Regions from separate parts of the Mus musculus genome. Here region 1 is linked to region 2. Evidence: chromatin contacts called from public Micro-C data. All regions are on one chromosome and are shown on one strand. The core of a region is the stretch at or near the end of the contact, and the rest is flanking DNA. Distances in the headings are between cores, read along the strand shown. Region 1 holds the start of Foxf2 (forkhead box F2). Region 2 holds the start of 2610307P16Rik (RIKEN cDNA 2610307P16 gene).

Evidence for each region. A called contact is a pair of places that touch in the nucleus more often than the background predicts.
Region 1: a Micro-C map of embryonic stem cells shows a contact between it and region 2, with 6 times the contacts expected there. The contact joins the promoter of Foxf2 here to the promoter of 2610307P16Rik in region 2. A contact is called at or near these places in 1 of 484 Hi-C or Micro-C datasets (embryonic stem cells) and 1 of 115 datasets of contacts at active chromatin or transcription factors (embryonic stem cells).

What each region holds. Positions count from the first base shown.
Region 1 is chr13:31,624,556-31,627,321 of GRCm38.p6, reverse strand. Foxf2 (forkhead box F2) reads right to left here and starts at 1,506. Exons shown (of 2, transcript NM_010225.2): 1 at 66-1,506. The coding sequence starts at 1,242.
Region 2 is chr13:28,884,150-28,886,961 of GRCm38.p6, reverse strand. It overlaps 2610307P16Rik (RIKEN cDNA 2610307P16 gene), which reads left to right and starts at 1,540. Exons shown (of 8, transcript NR_045054.1): 1 at 1,540-1,818.

The sequences.
Region 1 (2,766 bases), core at 257-2,756, 2.7 Mb before region 2:
GTAGCCCTGGCCCTCAGAGGCTCTCAGAGGCTCCGCTTGCAGCCAGCCTTGGCGCTCTTTATTACCTGAGAGATCCTCGCGGGCGTTCTGGTGCAAGTAGCTCTGCTCCAACGAGTAGGAAGACATGCTGGGGTGCAGACCAGCAGAGGCCGCGGGATTACTGCTTGGCGTCAGGGCAGGCGGCTGCTTGAGGTAAGGTGAAGCGCCAGGCGAGCTCCAATGTGCCGCAGGGCTAGTGTAGGGCGAGTGACACTCAATGGCGCTTGCCATAGCCGGGGATGAGGGCACAGGGCTGCTGCTGCTGTCCGGCCCATAGTCCCCGCCGCCACCGCCGCCACCCGCTGCCGCACCGACGCCCGCAGGACCTGCGGGCACCGGGCAGCTGGCCATATAGGTGGAGCCCGGGTTGGGCGACATGTGGGGGACGTGGTGGTGGTGGAGGTGGTGTGGATGCGCGTGGCCCGGAGCACCCGCCCCTGTATCATAGCCCGCGGGCATCATGTCGAGGCCACCATAACCGCCTTGACCGTGGCAACCCAGAGGCGCCGACGGGGGCGCTTGGAAGTCGAAGCCCTGGGGCAGCAGCGAGGCCCCGAAGCCCAAGCCGCTCACCACGCGATGGTACATGGGTTTGAGAGCCTGGCACTTCCGCCTGAAGCCGCGCGGCCGGCGGCGGAACGAACCCTCCTCAAACATGAATTCGCTGGCCGGGTCGATGGTCCAGTAGTGGCCCTTACCAGGTCTCCCGAGGCCCTTGGGCAGCTTGATGAAGCACTCGTTGAGCGAGAGGTTGTGGCGCACGGAGTTCTTCCAGCCCTGGTAGGCGCCACGGAAAAAGGGGAAGCGCGCCTGTAGGAACTGGTAGATCTCACTGAGCGTCAGGCGCTTGCTGGGCGAGCTCTGGATGGCCATGACGATGAGCGCGATGTACGAGTAAGGAGGCTTCTCCGGCCGCCGCAGCCCCGAGGTTGCCTTCTTGGTGCCTCCACTCCCGGCGCCCGCGCCGCCGCTGCTAGCCGCACTCTTGCAAGCACCGGCCGAGGCGCTGACGGAGTTAGAAGAGGACGAGGCACAGGAGGCAGAGGATGATGATGACGACGACGAAGTGGACTCCAGGGTGGCGGCGGGTGGCGGGCTCATCAAGGCGGCCTGGAGCGCGCCGGGCGCCGGGCTGCACGCGCGGCGGAGTGGGGCAGGCGGCGGGCGCGGCGGGGGTGGCGGAGGCCCGCCCTCGGTGCTCATCTGGGAATCGGGAACGAGGCCGGGCCTGGGGGGCGGACCCCGGACCGGGATCGGCGGCGCCGGAGCCGGGTCGGTCCACAAATCGGGCGAGTGCCCTACTGCGCCGGCCGCGCTGCAGCCCGGGCCACTGCGGGCCAGCGCTTCGGCGTCGCCTCCCTCAGCTCCTCTGGGGCTTCGGGCGGCGGCGGCGGCGGCGGGTCGGAGGCAACGCCCCGCGCATCCCTCTTCCGAGCCTCCGGCCGGCTCCTTGCGCAACCGTCTCCTAAGCCACTGAGGCGACGCTGCCCAGAGCTGGACAGCTGCGCCCTCGAGCCAAGACCTCAGCCCGGACCCCGGGGACTAGCCCGTCGTCTTCTTTCAGGAGTGCTCTTCTCTCTGTCTCTTGGACTTCCTCCCTGGCGCGCCCTCCCCGCGGCAGCTTCGCTCCCTCCCTCCCTCGCTCCCTCCCTCCACCCCACCCCGCCCTGCCCCCTCCTTGCTCCGCGCCGCCCGCCACGGGGAGGGCGCACAGGGCTCGCGTCACTCCTCCCCCTCTGGACCTGGCGGCGGGCTCCTGCTCTTATCGCCTCCCGGACTCTCCGGGGTCCTGCTGGCACTACTAATTCCTCTCGGGGCTCTTTCCCTTTCCCAGTCTGTCCTCTTCAAAGCCGCAGATACACCCGCATTCAGCAGGGAGAACTCCCAACCTTGGCCAGACTCGATTACTCCTAACTTCAGCAATTCATTCTCTGTTCCTTCCAGCAGCCCGTATCCTATCCCAGAAGTGCCCCCAACCTAGCGATCCGTGCCCGGACACACCCTGCCCCTCCTCCACCCCCGCCGGACCCTGTGGGGGCTGAGTCTTGGGGAGACTGTGCCCTGGAAGAGCTTCCTTAGCCACGGTCCCCAGTGCCCGAACTGACACCATCTGTCAACTTCATTTAGGCAGTGCTGCCCTCAGCCACACGCCAGGGTGCCAGACGTCCCAAGGTAACGTGCCAACTCCGGGTCTCTCTCTCTCTCTCTCTCTCTCTCTCTCTCTCTCTCTCTCTCTCTCTGGCTGGACATGCAGGCTTCTGAGAGGTCACAGCAGAGGGCAAACACTGGACGCCCTTGAGCTGTGCCCGGGGCAGTTATGAACAGATTGTCAGCTGAGCAAGGGGTTTGGGTGGAGAAACCTGGGGCCACCTCTTAGACACTCTTTTGAGTCGAATGGATTCGGTTTTTTATTTGCTTCCATTTTCCACTGACTTGTCATTTCCACTTCATGCTGAGAGAGAGCAAGAGAGACCCTGAGTAAGGAGATAGTTGTATTTATTATCAACAAGGAAGGTCTGCACAGCTGCCAGTGGGTTTACAGCGTCTGTCTTCCGGTGCACCCCCCCCCCACTCCCTATGTTCCGTGGCCCAGCTCCCTCCATTCGAGAACACTCCTCCAGTTGTGGCTTATTCCTCTAAGTAAGAGTCGGCTCAGAGAGAGATGGCCCTCGGGAGAAATCATTCCAATGAGACCCGACAGTTAGTTATTGGATTACACGTGCGGGG
Region 2 (2,812 bases), core at 291-2,790:
GTTTCTTTGGGCCAGCAAACCTTGAGCGCTAATTCGGAGGAAGTTGGTTACAAAGTTTCAGACAGCTAGCGGAGTGCGCGCTCTGGCAGTCTGACAGAGGAACACTGGGCCCAGTGCAGACCCCAGGAGATCAGAACGGAAGCCCTCTCACAGAGTCTTTGTTCTCCCCTAGGGGAGAGACTTGGCAAGCACTGGAAGGGTGCTTGTTATGATCCACACCCATGACATTCCAGACCCAGCAAGGTTCCCTTCCTACCCCCTCTTCGCATCTTTAATCCTAGCCAGGAATACAGCTCCCTATGCCCCCTTTCACCCCATCTCTTTACCCTCACATTTAACAACTCATTGGGTCTTCCCTGTCTAGATTTGGAGAAAGAGTATATAAGGTGCGTGGACACCAGCAGGAGGTTGAATATTTGCTTTGGAATGTTTGAGTGTTTTTTTTTAAACCCCCTTTGCCCTGAAGACTGAATATAAAAGGCTGCGTGTCCCTCTACCTTCTCCCACCTTCCTGCTTTTCTTCTATTCTGGTGAGATCTAGAAAGGAAATTGGTGCAGCTTTGAGTTCCTGGGGTGGGGGGAAACCATGTTGGGATGAGAGCTGAATGCTGCGGTGTAAAGTGGGGACCCCAGTTCTGGAACTGATGGATGATTTTCAGAAGGCTCTAAGAAAGACTGAGAGACTCCCAGACAAGGAAGACACCTGGCTTGCCCAGGACCAGAAGGTGGGGGAGGGAAGAGGATGGGGAGTTAGAAGTGAAGGAGGAAGACCCTGTAGCTGTGAAAGGAAGGGAACTAGGAAGGAACAGTAGGTTTGGGAAGGAGCCATGTTAACCTGAGAGTCTTGTTAATATAGTTGGAGATAAGAGGAAGTTCTCTGAGGTTTGAGCCGGTGGTCTCTGTTCAGGCCCCCCCCCACCCCCCATGAGTGGCATAGTACCAGCAGCAACAGGTAACCTACAAGGGCAAGGTGTAGGTCCCTGTGGGATACTTAGTGGCCTCTGCCATGCAGATTTGAGGGTTTTCCCCTAGGGTCCTGTGTGGGCACTGATGAGGGAGGGAGAAGAGACTTTTCCATCACTTAGAACTTCTTTGAATTCTTCCAGGCTGTTGGTTGGAAGAGGGTACATAGGATGGAGGGTCATGGATGGAGAGGCATCTGTGAGCCCTACCTATGATTGTACCTCTTACCTTAAAGGGTTGACTGGCTCCTTCATATTACATCTCTTGGGATGCTGAGAAATGGCAGAAACTCATTGCCAAAGTGAACCGCTCCTCTCCCTGATTGGCAGGGAAAGTGCAAACAAAGAGGTGCATCTCCCGGAAACAATGAGTTTGGAGATTTCCCCGGGCGTGAGAGCGCGGACTGGAAGCTGGGTGTTCAAAGGGTGTGAGAAGGGACCAAGACCCGCATCTTCTGGGCAAAGTTTTCGGGGAGATGGAAGGAGAGAGGGTCGGGACTGAGTTGCTGGTCTTGGGGACAGAGCAGCCGGAGCTGCGCACCAAGGCTTAGAGTCGGGCGGGAGATGCGGGGAGAGGGAGGGGGCGGGGAGGGAGGGGAGGGAGAGAGGAGGAAGGGGTGAGAGGGAGAAACCTGCCGCGGCTCTCCGCCTCTTTGTCTGCTCTGGGACTTGGAACAAAAGGGGAAACTCTGATGAACTCCTTCTCCAGCTCCCTGGACGCCCGAGTATCTCTTTCTCGCAACTTTGTCAACGCGACTTTCTCCGCTGTCAGGCTGCGCAAAAGTATCCTAGCGCCTCGCAGGCTGCAACAATGGAAACAATGTCCCTTCAAAGTGCGACGAAGTGGAGGGAGAAGGTGAGTGACTTGTCCTGTTTGTCCTGCTTCCCTCAGGTCCCCCTGCTCCCAGCCCTTCCGAGGGCAAAGTCATAGATCTAGCAGCCAAGTTTGACTGTTTCTTTCTGTTTCTTGTCTTTTATTATTATTTTTTAATTGTATCTCTTTTCCCGGTTCTCCTTTTCTTTTGTTCTTTTAAACTCTCGCACAGATTGTTTTGTTTATTTTAAACGCCTTCATCTCTTGTGCTTCTTCTTTAGGGGTGGTGAGGGGCTAAGAAGAAGGGCATCCAAACTGGATACTGCCTCGCTTTTCCCCGGTTGTGTGTAGATTGGAGGAAAACGTTCTGATAAGAATGGGAATTAGATCAGGCTCACCCACACATAAGCTCTGACTTTGGTCACAAAAAAAGAAAGATGCAGAGGTGGGGGTCATTTCCTCACGCGTTTTCAAACTTCACTGTCTCTGGAGCGCTCTGGAGACACGAAGCGTGCAACAATAGAATGTAGACAGGGTTTGGGTGGTAAGGGAGTTCCAGCAAATTAATAGGAGTCCGGGAAGTTTTTGGGGGCTGGGGTCCAGTTGAGGAAGCCACAGGTTCCAGACTGTCAAGAGCTGCGCAGATGAAGCTGATGGGGCCTGGACCATTAGTTAAGAGTCCGCTCCCCTCACCTCCGTGGTTTGGTTCAGTTTAATGACCCACCCAGAATGACCTATTGCTGTCCTCGTCGGGATCCATCCTCTCTTAGGTGTTGGCGACCCCCGGGCCTATCTCAGCCAGTCTGAATAGGAAGGGAACCACGAGCCTGCCGAGCTCCCCTGACCTAGCCCTCCGCCCCGCCTTTTGTGTTTTAACCTTTTGTTTCTATCGGCCACACCCGCCCAAAAGAGCGGCGGCTTTTCGTCTCTGTTCAGCGGGGAAGCAGCGAGGTTCCCTCCAGATAGCGGTGAAGGGCGGCTTCCTAACTTTGTTTCCCAAGTCCCCTAACTTCGGAATGCTTCTGCATTGGTTCTT